Regions from separate parts of the Gossypium hirsutum genome. Here region 1 is linked to region 2. The links are chromatin contacts, called in public Hi-C maps. All regions are on one chromosome and are shown on one strand. The core of a region is the stretch at or near the end of the contact, and the rest is flanking DNA. Distances in the headings are between cores, read along the strand shown. Region 1 holds the start of LOC107909595 (disease resistance protein RPV1). Region 2 holds the start of LOC107886630 (paired amphipathic helix protein Sin3-like 4).

Region 1 (7,546 bases), core at 794-3,293, 190 kb before region 2:
TGGGACAAAAATATTAAACCTGAAAATGCGTTTGAGCAAAAAAAAAATGTTTAAAATATAGGTCGAACTCAAGCTCTAATATTTAAAGCCAGAGTCTGACTCAACTCGACCCACCATTTTCAAGTTTATGTTAATGATATGTTATTTATTTTAGTTTAGTTTATGTATTAAATAAAATTTCCTTTTGATTTTCCAAGAGATCTACTGAAGCCAGTCCAATTACAAATCATTCATTTTCTGTAAGCTTATTAAAGGGATAAACATTGGTCATAAGTATATTAAGTAATTTATATATCATATAAAAATTAAATATATTATACTATAATGTAAATGTTAAAAAATTTTAAACTGTATATGTTTAGATTTAATAAAAGGAAATAAATATTGATAGTAAAAGATGACAAATATATATAATTACTAAATATTAAATAAAAATAATTATATTTTATTTAATAAAAAAATATAGATAAGCTTAAATGGATTTAGATAGTCATTTATAAATATAAAAGGTTTTGAACAAAATTTAATGTTCATAATTCGAGACCAAAACCCAATGTTATAGGTTCAAATCCTACAGAGTGTGATTCCGCTCTTGTTAGGTCGAAAATTACACCAAACTAAATAAATAAATAAATAGCAATTCGAATTTGACCTCTTTGGATAAAATTAAAATTAAAGAATTAAAGGGGTGAGTCAAAAAAGGTAAATTAATGAGTCAAAGATTCAACTAATCACCGGTTACGAATAATCCAACCAAAGTAATAGAAATTAGACCTAAGAAAATTTCAAATAGAAAAATTTGGATCTTTTTTAGGGTTAGAGTTAAGCAAGTATACATGATATTAATAGTTAATACCATGCATAGGTCGTTCCTGAATCCAACCAAACACCTTATACTAAATAAATTCATTTTATAATCCTGCAATAAAATAAACAAAATTTTCTAATTTTTGAAAATTATATGCTAAAATTTGCGATTAATTTAAAATCTAAATAACACACACTATCAATTTGTGTATATGAAAGCTAGTTAAGCGAATTAATTTGAAATATAGATTGTTAACTAAATAAAAACCTAAAACAATCATTAACACTAAATTTAAATTCATCTTTGTCTGACCAAATTCAATAAAATTATTTAAAACCTAAGTTATTTATTTTTAAAAAAAATATTATAATTCTTTCCTCACTCGCATGGTAGTGTGATTTTTAATTTCTTAAATTTATATCAAAAGCCCTAATGTAATCTACTTAAATATTTAATTAAAATAATTGCAGAAACACGAGAGATTTGAGGTGATTAGTAGATAAAAGGGGAAAACCTTACCTTTTAACGAAACCAGCTAGGGAGCCAACTTTGGCCATGGCTTCCCTCCATCTGTTGGCCTGTTTTTCTCCGAATCTGTTTTCGTGGCTAAAGAAGGCTTCCTTAAAAGGTCCCATCTGTTTTCGAACATGAGAGGGGTCAACCCCATAGAACACAGGCAGAACCAGTCTACGGCACCGGCTATGGAACTCGCAGATCCTGGCCAATTCTTCAAGGCACCAATGGGAGGAAGCGTAATTTTCAGAGAGAATGACAACGAATGCAGCCGAGTCTTCGATGGCTTCCACCAAACTCGGTGCGATCTCGTCTCCACGTCTCAAAGCGTCATCATCTCGAAAGACTCGCAAGCCTTCTCTCACAAGCGAGCAGTACAGGGTGTTGGTGATGCCGTGACGAGTATCTTCGCCTCTGAAACTGAGGAACACGTCCCATCGGAGCCTGAAAGACGTCGGAGTTGTGGTTGAAACTACACCGGCGCTCTCCATTTTATTTCTTCTCTCTCTCCTCTTTAGCTTTTCGATCCCACTTATTAGCATAAATTACCTAAAAATATTACATTTGAAGCAGCCATGAGAAGAAAAGTATTACATTCGCTCCCTGTACTGGTGACACTGACACTCGGAATACGAGGCTAAGTGAGGAACACGTTTCAGTGTCACCTAAAAATATTTTGGGTAATATCTAGTTTGATCACTCAAATTAAAAGATTTGTATTTTAGTCACTGCCTTAGAAAATTTTTTATTTTAGTGACCAACCGTTAACCCCATAATGGAAGTCTGACTTGGCACACCAAATCCACTATAATATACTTCTTTGACCAAGACAAACTTTTCCACCAATCAAAATTTCCTTTCACTTTTTTCATGGTCATATTTCATCGTTCTTCCCTAACCAGAGTCGTGGGACGTGGGGAAACAACCTCTGAAACACGCTGATTTTGATTATAGTGCACACCCTTTACGCCTCAGTGGCCAACCCCATACCTTTCATCTCTCCATAAAACCTCGTTTCAGCCCTTCCCACAACCATTCATTTCGATCTCTGTTTCCATTGTATATCTCTTTTAATTTCATCATTATACTTTTAAAATTGTTTATTCGTTGCTTTTTCTTGTCAAATCATATAACATTCTCTACTACCCACATCCTGTTATAGTTCCCATTAATGCATCTGCCATTGTCAATTTCGTTTAAAACCTGTTGTTTTTAACTTTAGGTGTTAGTAATTTTTTGAGAATAAATTTATAATATTTCTGGATTACCAAAATGTCAATCATTAGATTTGAATCCACTCAAAAACTACAACGCTACAAGCAGTTTTGTAATTGGTTATGCATTTTGTTCAAGCTTACGTGCTGTTATAAACGAAGTTGCAATTACCAAATTCAATTACCCAGGTTTATTGACTGCATTACATTACTTAACTTTTGCTTTAGGGTGGGTTTTGGGCAAGTTTGGAATTTTACGTCATGAACCATGCCAATGTGGAGACTTTCATAGTGTTTAGATCTTTGACACCCCCTTTGGTTGCCTTGGCTTATACAACCTTTAGGAGGCAGCCTTGTCCTTCAAAGCTCACAGTTGTCTCTTTTGATCATTTTGGGTGGTACTATTGAGTATGTAGCTAGTGATTCCGCTTTTACTTTGATTGCATATTATGGGCGTTTGCGTATTTGGCTACCATCGCTACTGAAACGGTTTACATTAAGCATATGGTGATGAACCTTGGGAGCACTTGGGGTTTTGTGTTGTACAATAACTTGTTCTTAATGATGGCATCTATATTTTGGGTTTTGACCGGAGAATACAATGAGGTTGTTTTCCCATGAAAGTTCTTATAACATGTTAAATTTGTATTGTTTTTTGTGTTTAAATTAGTTAATTCTTAATTGATCCTGTCAAATTTAAATTAGTAATTTTATGTTTTAATCTTAACAGGAATATTATGAGTAAAAAAAATGAGAAAAAAATCAATTTGCAACACAATGAATAAAGTGAGACCAAATAAAAAAATTTGAAAATACCTAAAGACTCATTATTTCTTTTGATTTTGTGAAAGCTAAAATTAGAAAATCTAATTTTATTTTTATTAAATTTTAATTATGTGTACTGGTTAGTCAAGTCAAATTTATATGTACATTAATAGGACATTTGTGGTAGTTGAAAGGACATTTGATTTCACTTTAATTAAATAAGAATTATTCTTTTCCTTCCAAATTCAACTTACTTTCGTTTCCATTTCCTTGTTTTTGCAAAATTTGTTTAATTGCTTTCCAAGTCCCTTCCCTTCTCAACTTCTACTATTTTCATTCAAATTCACTCCATAGCCAACCAAAGCATAATTAAATCCATGCTTCACTAAATTCTAATTTAGCTTTAGGTTGACATTCTTTTCGATCGGAAATCATAAGATACGTATCCGTACTAAAAATCCTTTCAATCGATATTCATTATTTTCCTAAGTATCGAGATTGACAAATTCATCTCCTAAAATTAACTCGATTTTAAATCAAAAAGCACGTTGGGTTGGAGTCATGTTTGCGGACAGTTGGAGAAATGAGTCGGCAGTGCTGTATTTGGATCTCTGAGAACAAATCAATGAAGAAGTGATTGGGTTTAAACAACTCGCGCGGTTGAGGCTGTTAATTCGAGTTGGGTTCTTCAGAACGCAAGGCTGCTGGAATCTTGAATCGGAAACGCGTGTATCTTGGTTAAATAATCGGTAATGATTGATTTGCAGGTCGTACCGGGATCAACTATGAGATAAAGAATTGACGGTTATAATGTTCTTAATTGCTATAATCAGTTTATTGTTTGGAGGAGAAAATTAATTTTCGAGGATCGATTCAAAATCCAGAATCCACCGAATCTAAGGCTAAAGCTTATTATCTATGTTTACAAAATCTGAATTTAATTCCCAATTTAATTTTATTTCCAATTTATTTAATTGTTTATTTATGTTATTTCAATTATTTAATTTCTAAACGTTTCAAAACTCGCTTGATTTATTTATTTATTTTTCAGCAAGTTCGTTTGGAGTCGTGGGCACGACTATTGCCACGGTTATCGACATGACAGAAATTCTGATCACAAGTTAAATGCGAAAGTTGATTATAATACCAATCCCTGTGGACTCCTACTACCACTCTTCACTACTATTTAGAGTTATTTTAATTGTAGGAATTATTTTTGGTGGTTTCTACGTCCATCAAGTTCAAAGCAAGAACAATGACCAAAAATGAAAATGAAGCCTCCACCAGCACAACCTCAAGGAGATAATTCAAATAATGATGAGATGTATATAAGACAACAGATGGTAGTTCTAGAGTAGGGAAAGGCGTCTCTAGTTATCAGAAATTGGTGTGTGGTGATATGGCCGAGTCGGGTGTTGGAAGCAAGGGCATGAGAAGGGAACAAAGTTGGGTTAGGGAAGGAGGAGGAGAAAGAAATATGACCAAAAAAGAAAAAGAAGCATGAAGGAGAATTTTGATTGGTGGAAAAGTTTGTCGAAAAATTTTAATGGGTAGTGATTAAATTATAAATTTTTTTTTAAATTTAAGTGATAAAAATAAAAACGTCCAAAGAATTGGATCACCAACTAGATAATTTATCCAAATATTTTTTATTTCGTTATCAATTAATATATTTTTTAAAAACGATATCTTCCAAGAAATTTTGCAATTGTCTTCCCATATCTCTCACTTTTCTCCATCCATAAAAATGGCATGTTTGGTGCTATAAATTTTATAAAATAAATAAATTAGTATATGATAATATTATAATTTAATCCTAAAATTGAAACAATCTTCATTGACTTGCTTCTAACCATTGAAATAAATGTGTCCCAATAAATAGAGAATATTAAAAAAAAAACTTAAGAACACTAAAATAGATGCAACTTAGCAAGAAAATACTTTTAAAATAGTAGTAAAATTAATAATAAAATAAGAGTTATACAATATCTAAAAAATAACAATAAAATAGTAGTAATATAATAGCAAAATAATATGTTTTTTTACTCTGATAATACAAGAAATAATTAAATACCAAAATGGTATCCTCATGGCATTATTTATAAAAATAGTATGAAATGAACAATGCCGAGGGTGGTGCCTAAAGGGGTGGCGACACCACCCATTTTTTTTGCCTAATCATTTCCATCATTAGCCCATAATTTGTTTCAAAAGAATATTTAAATGGTGAAGGGTCATATATGGCGACACCAGTAGCAAGCACCTACACTGGGCAAAATATGAGTTTCTACGGGTAAAAACAGATGGATGGGCACCCACTGACGGCACCATTCTTGGAGGGCACATCTCAAGTGGCATCAGTAGGAGGGCCACTGTCAGGCGACACCAGTTGGAGAAAGGAGGCTATTAGGCGGCACCAGTAGAAGACATTGCCAGGCGGCACCAAGCCCCTATATATTTGAGTTGAACAGTTGTAGCAATTTGTATGTTTTATTATAGTGTTGTAGTAATTTTTGTGTTTTGTTAAAGGCTTGTAGCAATTTTGTTGAATTGTTGTAGTATTTTTTGTGTTTTGTTGAATGGTTGTAGCAGTAACAGATAAGAAGAAAGGAAATAATTTGTTTTTTGTAGAATATGAGAAAACAAAGAAAAAAAGTCAAAAAGATTTAAAAGGTTTGTACAAAGATAAAATTTTGTTATTATATTTTTTACAGTAGAATCTTGTTTTGTTTTTAAAATAATTATTGAGAAATTTAATTATATTTAATTATTTTTACAGATTTAATATTGAAGATGGATAATCAATTCATTGTATGCATTTATTTTGATGGAATAATTTGAACAATAGTTGGTTGTATATTTGAATGTTACCAATAAATAATAATGAGATTTAATAGAAATGTGTCGGTTGATGATATGAAAGAAATGATCAATGCAAAAATTGTTAGAAGTTGTGGGAGGAGGATCTAAAAAATATTCTACAAATTCTTAGTTTTGACAAATCTATCAAATTCACCAGGACGATAAAGACGTGGAGACAATGGCCACACTTTATTGTCTGAATAAGAGTGGCCACATTGAATTGTTTCAGTTGTTTGTTGAGTTAGATGAGCGAGTTGAAGATTTCACTCTGCTAAGTGAAGAATATGGAGCTCAAGATCCGTGTACAGAGGTTCCGAGAGCGTCTGTTGATAGGCGATCATCTGCACGTGAATTTGACATCAATCTTAATATTCCACCTACGTCTAAAAACCTTAAATTGGGACCCTAATTACAAATACATTCAATGGTAATTTAGATCGATGCGGATGTTAGAGATGGATATGATAATAATGGTCCTTCTGATCACGAGGTTGAATATTATAGTGATCTCAATCTAGATGAGATCCTGGATGATATTGACGACAAAGGCATAGATGACGATGAAAATGTTCACGTGTCTTCAGTCGAGAACCCGAGTCAAGACATTGCCATATGCAATGATCTTAGGCCCATATGTCGATCGTAGATCTCGATATGATGCATGCATCTGAGTTTTTGGAGTACCTCAATATATTATTTGCTCACCGATTGGCAATAGATCAGGGGTTATTCGTGGGCCAAAAATTCGAGACCAAAGAAGACTGTCTATTTGTCATCAAGCGTTATAGCATGAATGCGTCTATTTACTACAAAGTCTTCGTGTCTAAAATGACATTGTATATTGGGGACTGTTGGAGGTCGATAGAAGGGTGCAACTGGCAGGTATGAACTGTATTTATCCAGAGGTCACAAATGTGGGAGATCCAGAAATTTGTTGGGCCTCACATATGTACTTATGCATGTATGACGCAAGATCACCACAAACTTGATGCGAAAATTATCTAAAATTGCATTATGCCAATGCTAAAGGACATTCCAACCATTCCTGTATCGGTACTGATTGTTGAAATGCAAGAACGATTCCAGTTCCATGTGTCATACCGAAAAGCATGGATAGCTAAAGATATGGCTATAAACAGCTGTACACATATTGGGATACGTGGTGCAATAAACTACAAGGGTGGATAGTCACTATTTGGAAGTACGTGCCAATGACTATTATTGAGTTGCAGACATGACCTTATTACGACCTAGATGACCAACTACAACCGGGAAGATAAATCTTTCTTCAGATGTTCTGGACATTTGATCTATGCGTACGGGTCTTTCCCCACTATAAGCCGCTTGTGCAAATTGATAGAACTTGGTTATACAAAAAATATAC
Region 2 (7,734 bases), core at 2,572-5,071:
TATTATTAGACATTCGTTTTATACGAGTTCTAATATTGTATAAAAAAAATTGTTTATTATTTAATTATTTAACTATTATATTTTATTTATTTTATAATATAATTGCCACTAATATATATGTTTTTTTAATTATTTAATATCTAAAAATAAAAAATATATTTAATTGTAATTTGTTTGGTTTTTTTTCTTTTACCGTTCAAAAAACATATTTTATTTTAATCTGGTTATATGATTATAAGTATGTTCCCAAATATAATTGTCCAATATTTATGATACATTGATTTAATGTTCGTTAACTTGAAAGAAAAAAAGAAGAGTTTTTAATGAATAAAAAAATTAAAAATAAACAAATCAACACACAAAAACCCTCTCATTTAAGCTTTTTCATTCATTAATAGTTATCTCAACGAGGGTTTTGGTGCCTAATTTTATACCAAACTGAAGCCACAGAGTAGCGGACTAGCAGCGTACCCAAGGAAAGCCCATGTTGCTGATTACTTGATATTGCAGGGTGCAGCTTTATCAACTGAAAAGCCAACTGCATTGGTTGCAATAGTTTCCTCCATCTATATGTTTTAGGTCTTTGACTCAAGGCAATACATAATCATCGTGATTTAATGAACAAAATTAAGCAAACTTGATTATGCTGTTAATAAATTTAAATTTTAATCTCTATATTTTTTATTTTTAGGAATTTAACACGTATTTTTAAGAATTTAATCTTTTTATTTTTTAGATTTCAAAATTTAAGTTAAGTTGTTCAAATTTTTAAATTTGTTGGTATGATGTTTTGAAATAAAAAAATAACGTAACTAAAAAAAATGATGCTGTAATGAATTTAAAATTAAAAAATTAATTATCAGTATTAACAGTTGGACATGAATTTTTAAATCTGAAAAAATAGATAAACTAATTTCCTAAAAATAAAACTCGTGAAAAGTACATAAACTTAATTTTAAAAGCAAAGTTATAAAACCGCCATGAATCTCATTTATTTACTATTTTTAAATATCAATTAAGGACAAATAAATGTTTCTTAATTTCACTAGTGATATTACAAAAAGAAAAAAATTCTACCTTTAATATATCTAATAATCATCCTTATTATATATACTAATATGGTTCTCAATTAGACTTGATCATGGGTTGAGTTATGTATCTTACACCCAAAGGCCCATCCAAAAAATGAGAGAATTTGAGTAAAAAATATAGACTCAAAAAATGAGATTTGACAAAAAAAAAAAGGCTCATTTTCTCAAATGGTCAAGTCTTGAGTAAGATTTTTTTGTTTGGGCCTGAGTCAGCCCAAATATGCCATTTTTTCTTTTGCTGTTGTTTTTCTATCATTTTGCTTGCTAAGTTTTAATTATCTTTATATTATTTAAGTATAAAGATTTTTTAATGTATTTTTAATTTGTTGCGAAAATTTTATTTTAATGTTTTTAGTGTATTTAATGTATTATATTTTTTAAAAATTATTTTTATATAAAAATAATATAAAAAATTTAATGCGGGTAGGGTCAAGCTCGGGTTTAGCATCTTTTTATTTGGAACGGGTATGGGCAAAAATTTTAGGACCATTTTTTGGGTTGGACCGGAGCCTAAAAAATATGCCTATATTTTGGCATCACCCCGATTCAAACTCGACTTGACCCATGATCAGGTCTGTTTTTAACCTACGTTTCGCATTAAGTTGGTTATTTGTTCGTGTCAATTTATAAAGTAAAAATTTGAAAGTTAAAACATGCTCCAAGTCCCTAACACCTCCTACATTTGAAATTTAGTCCTTATTTTTATTTTTAGAATATAGTCTTTTAGTTTTTGGATTTAAAAATAGATATCCCAACAAATTGAAAATACATTAAAAAAAAGTCTTTATACTTAAATAACACTAAGATAGTTGCAACTTAGCAAACAAATATCTCTAAAATAGTAGCAAAATTTACAATAAAATAAGAGTTATACAATATCTAAACAATAACAACAAAATAGTAGCAATATAATAGCGGAATGACAACAAAATAGCAACAAACAACAACATAAAAGAAAGTTTAGGTTGATTGGATCAGGCCAAGGAAAATCCTACTCGAGGCTCAAACCGTTTAGAAAAATAGGCATTATTTTTTTATCCAATCTCATTTTTTGGGCCTATATTTTTGCTCAAGCTTCTCAATTTTCAAGTAGATCATCAGGCCAAGCGGGTGGCTCGACTCATGATTAGGTCTATCACTACTGTTAAAATTCTTCTATTAAAATTTTAAAATAAAAAAAAATGTTCACTTGATAGTCACGTAACAATAAAAATAATGTTGAAAATATTGATTAGAATTTTTTTTAAAAACACACATTCGAACTCGTTATGGTAAAAATCAAAATTTTTGTTAGAATAATGTTAAGAAAAAATAGCATTAGCATTTTGATTGAAATAGTTAATAATATTAATTATTTAGAGTAACTAATAATATTATAAAAATAAAGGGATTAAATTATGTAAAAAAATAAAATATATAGATTAAATATTAAGTTTCAGCATAATCTAGAGGTTAAAATTAAAAATTGACTATTGTCTTATAAATGGGTAACCGCATAATAGTCTCTATGATTTTTAGAATATTCCAATTATATATAATCGTGTAATATTTTAATCGAAATAAAAATATTCTAAAAACATAACTTGAAAAAAGAAAAAAAAGAAAGAGAATTGCCACTTGTATAACCTTCCTTCCTTTTATATATATACGTAATACGTATTATATATTGAATAATAAAAATGAGAGTTGTTATTATGATGGTTAATTAATAAAAAAAAGAAAAATAAACTAATATAAGGAGATCTCCTGTACAAAGAGCCGAACCGACAAGGCCAGCTTAACTTGGGTCAGCAATTGCGGTTGAACCTTGGGTAATCCATGGGCTTAGCCCTCACTTCATGTATTTGTTCACTGACCCAGGCTTTCACCAGCCCATTACTTTTCACTTCTAAATTTCCCTTTACACCTTATCCTTTTGCAAGTAGTATTAACACAAACCATCAAATAACTCAAAAGAAATCCTTTCTCCAATCCATGCAAGAAATTTTTTTTAATGTTTTCTTTTACTTTCTCAATGTAAGAAAAACTTTTAATGTTTTGTCTAATCCATTTAACTCTTATCCCTTATTTTTTCGAAGCATGATTGTTAACATGATCCAAAAATAGAGAAGTAAACCCAGAAAAACATTAACATTGTCATTTTTCACATTCAAAGTCTCCTTCTTCCTATATTTGAAGTTGCAATTTTTTATTTTTACAACATATCCTTTGCTCCCTTCCCAATCCCTAACCCTAATTTCAATTTCATTCAATTTACCCTTTTACCCTTATTTCCCCTTTACAATCTTTTAACCCTATTATTGAAGCTGCCCCCCTGCTTTCTCGATGCTTAAGATTTCATAACTTGAGACCCTGTTTTTTTCCAGTTGTAAAATATATAATTATAACTTAAAAAAACTATGATTAAAACAACCGAAATTATTAAATTATTAAAATTTCAGCGAAGGAATTAAAAATATATATATTTTCATATTTGTGATTAATTAACGTAATAGAATATGTTAATACACATATTTTTTTAAAAAACATTACCAACAATTTATGATTTTTTTTTTTTAAAATTGCCTCTTAGAAATCCCTAACCATACCCTAATTTTCCTTTTATTGATGAAAATAGAATTACCCTTCCAGCACTAACCGACGACAACCGGTAAACCAAAACGAAAGCAACCGGCTAGCGGGCGTGTAATAGCTATCCTCCCCATACCTCCTTTTCTCCTCTTCATATTAGGAATGAGAGAGCAATTGATATCCATCGCGCACTTCCCATTATATAAATAAATCACAAATCTTAAACTCTTTTCCTCTCTTCAAAAATTTTACATCAACAACAAACAACACTGTTTCTCCAAAGCCAAAAATATTAAATAAAAAGAAAATAAATTTTAATTCTCGTAAAATCCCCTCTCTTCAACGTCTTTGCTACAATCACGAGAATCCTTCGATCTGAAATATTCAACTCCTTTTTGTTGTTGTTGTTGTTCTTTGCAGAGTTTGCTTAAGAACACTGAAATTTTTTTTTGTTTGTTTTAATCTTTATAATTTGGCCATTTTTCCCCCTTTTTGTGTGAGAAAACTGAAGTAATATTTTGGTTTTCTGTTTCATTTAGCGTGCCTTTATCTGCAAGTAATGTAAATTTACTTGTAAAATTCTTCTTGGTGATGATCTGTTGGGGAGGTAAGGAGATAAAAGAAAAAAAAAGAATTTTCTTCGTTTGGTGATTTTCTGTTTGGTTTTGAGATCTGCTTTGTGCTTAATTTTTGGTTTAAATAACTGTGTTTTTTTTCATCTTCTTGTTGTTGATTGTAGGAATTTCTGTTTGGAGATAAATCAAAGCTCAAAGCATGATTTGTTGGTGAAAATAAAGAAAAAGGTTGGAAAAAACTTCTATCTTGATTGGAAAAAGGAAAAGAGATGAAGCGGTCTAGAGATGAGGTCTACATCGGCGGCTCCCAACTTAAAAGACCAGTGGTTTCTTCTCGAGGAGAAGGGTAAAATAAAATTTTATCTTCTTTGTATATTGAGTATTTTTTGGTCCAATTTCGTGTTTTCGTTATGAAAGCTACAATGAGATTAAGTTTGAAATCGTTACAGGTCAATTACTGTCGTTTTTCTTTCGCTTGTTTAGTTTAGCAGATTTGATTAGTGTTTTTGCTTGTTTAATCTTAGTTTAAGTAAGTTTGGCCTCTTTTATAATTGTGAATTATCTTTGACCTTTGACGAAAAGATATGTTTTTTCCCTAAAGTTCTGGTTGGAAATATTTCATTTTCTCTAAAGATGTTTGTAGATAGCAAAAAATAGTAATATTCTTTCTTTTCCAGATGGGCAAGTTTCCAATTTTTCATCTGTGAAGAGCCTGTGTAGTATTAAGATATGGTTTTATTTGTGCGTAGAAAGGTTAAATGACCCTAGCTGTTTATATACTTTTTAAGGTGATAATGATATATATACACATGTATATGGATATATATTTAAATTCCACATGGAAGAATATGTGATGATTTACTGGAGATCTTTGATCTTATGTTGTATTTTGTTTTTCTATGATGAAGCTCTGGGCAACAGCAGATGGTAGGAGGGACAGGAGCTACCCAGAAACTTACGACAAATGATGCATTGGCATATCTCAAGGCAGTTAAAGATATATTTCAAGAAAAGAGGGAGAAATATGACGACTTCCTTGAAGTAATGAAAGACTTCAAGGCTCAAAGGTTTGATCATTATCGGCTTTTTTCTGAAGTTTTGCTCTTTATCCCCTCATAATGTTTGTACGAAGCAATTTGTGACTTGCTGTAATGGTGGGCTGAATGTAGAATTGATACTGCGGGTGTCATAGCCAGGGTAAAGGAGTTATTTAAAGGGTATCGAGACCTAATTTTGGGTTTCAATACCTTTTTGCCCAAAGGATATGAGATCACCCTCCCATTGGAGGATGAACAACCTCCCCAAAAGAAGCCTGTGGAGTTTGAAGAAGCTATTAATTTTGTAAACAAAATTAAGGTAGAATTTGTGCATTGCTGAATTTTATGAGATAGCTGCATAATATCTGATCTCATTCTTGGATTTTTGCAGACAAGGTTTCAGGGTGATGACCATGTCTACAAATCATTTTTAGACATTTTGAACATGTATAGAAAAGAAAATAAGTCTATCACTGAGGTCTACCAGGAGGTATGTTAGGTTATATTTCCCTTCCTTTCTCTGACTTCCCTATTTGAATGGGAATTGTGTGCTGCCTAGGTTGTTGGATTTTGTTGATCAGAAACTATATTTCATTATAGGTTGCTGCTCTTTTCCGAGACCATCCAGATCTGCTTTTGGAGTTCACTCATTTTCTGCCTGATACCTCAGCGACAGCCTCTAATCATTATGCTTCTACTGGTAGAAACTCTATACCCCGAGAGAGGAGCTCTGCTATGCCTGGAATGTGTGCAGTGCCTGCTGACAAGGTTTGTTTTAGCCTAATCCTTAAGTCACTCCTGATTACTTATCAGCAATCAAGCTAACATTTGATTTATGAGAATATCTGGCAGAAAGATAGGAGTACAGCTCTGCTTGGTGACTGTGACCTTAGCATGGAACGTGCTGATCCTGATCATGATAGAGTTATGACGAAAGCTGAAAAAGAGCAAAGAAGGCGTGGTGAAAAAGAAAGGGACAAGACAGAAGACAGAGATATAAGAGATCGAGAACATGATGATCGAGATTTTGAAATTGATGGCAACAGAGACTTCAACATGCGGTTTCCACATAAACGGAATGGAAAACCTGCTCGTAGAAGTGAAGAATCAGGTGTGGAACAATTGCAGCAAGTTTGGGGGGATGGTTCTGCATATGATGATAAAAATGCAATGAAAAGTGAGTTTTCTGCTTCTCAGTTGAACAGTATAGGAAAAGCTATGGCTGACAATAAAAAAACATAAATAGGTGCTTATCTTTCTGTAAGACATTTCTATAGTATATAATATAATTTTAACCTCATATTAATATAATATTTTTCTTCTGGGGTCTGCTATCATGCCATTGACGAATTTAATCTTCATTAAATTCCTTAGTATCTGCTTACTTTTCGTGGAAGTACTATAAGGGATATTTCTTTTGTGTGAATGGCTATGCTTTTCCTGATTGGATGTAATCATTTTATGGCAACTTCCATCTGCATGTTTTTCTTGTTGATAATCTGGCATTGTAAAATTTTGAAATGTTAATAATTGCCTTTTGATTTTCCTTGACATGTTTTTTCTTTGACTGACTGGATCCCATATCAGGTGTTTACAATCAGGAGTTTGCTTTCTGTGATAAAGTGAAGGAGAAGTTACGAAATCCTGATCATTATCAGGAATTTTTGAGGTGCCTTCGTCTCTATAGCAATGAAGTAATCTCACGCACAGAATTGCAATCTTTGGTATGGTTAACAGACATCATTTGTTTGTAATTTACTAATTTCTTCATCAGCTCACATGAGGAATTCTTGTTGTTTATCTTAATTGTTTTAGTTTGTTTTACATATTTTAGTTGGAACACTAGAAGTTTTATTATGTTTTTCAACTGAAAAAGCTCAAGGCATTCCTGCACTTTTTTGAATTGACCCATGCATTTTGCAGAGATTCAACACCAGAACATTTTGTGCCCCCCAAAATGATAATTTGTGTCACCAATTTTTAATATAATTCATGTAAATAATATATGTGCATATATACATATGAAAACTGCTTGGTTAGGGACATGACTGAAATAAAATTAGTAACTTAGTGCCTTGTGGTAATTCTTTCTTGTTAGGTGAATGATTTGCTTGGAAGATACCCAGATGTGATGGATGGTTTTAATAAGTTTTTGATGCAGTGCGAGAAGAATGGTACGTATCTGCAAAAAATTTTTAAGTTGGTTTTATATAATTCTGCTGTGTCATTGTTGACTAATCAAATCTATTATTATACAGAGGGCTTGCTTGCGGATTTTGTTAGTGAAAGTAAGTACTACTATCTGTTCTCTTATCAACTTCAGTCAAGGTTTCCTTGTGGTTTATAAAAAGCAAAGTAATCACTGTTACAGTCTTAACTCTTAACATCCACTATAGATTCATGTTGAGCAAAACTAGTGGAGCATTACAGTTAAACTGAACCGACCTCTACTTTTGATTG

Evidence for each region. Hi-C and Micro-C count contacts between places; a contact is called where the count stands out from the background.
Region 1: a Hi-C map of leaf shows a contact between it and region 2, with 2.7 times the contacts expected there. The contact joins the promoter of LOC107909595 here to the promoter of LOC107886630 in region 2. A contact is called at or near these places in 5 of 34 Hi-C or Micro-C datasets (callus and leaf).

What each region holds. Positions count from the first base shown.
Region 1 is chrA03:101,685,189-101,692,734 of Gossypium_hirsutum_v2.1, reverse strand. It overlaps LOC107909595 (disease resistance protein RPV1), which reads right to left and starts at 2,043. Exons shown (of 5, transcript XM_016837187.2): 1 at 1,328-2,043. The coding sequence starts at 1,863. It also overlaps the pseudogene LOC121218350 and the pseudogene LOC121218351.
Region 2 is chrA03:101,492,245-101,499,978 of Gossypium_hirsutum_v2.1, reverse strand. It overlaps LOC107886630 (paired amphipathic helix protein Sin3-like 4), which reads left to right and starts at 3,821. Exons shown (of 24, transcript XM_041100055.1): 1 at 3,821-4,269; 2 at 4,402-4,583; 3 at 5,146-5,304; 4 at 5,407-5,593; 5 at 5,666-5,764; 6 at 5,875-6,042; 7 at 6,127-6,451; 8 at 6,862-6,998; 9 at 7,373-7,448; 10 at 7,533-7,562. The coding sequence starts at 4,507.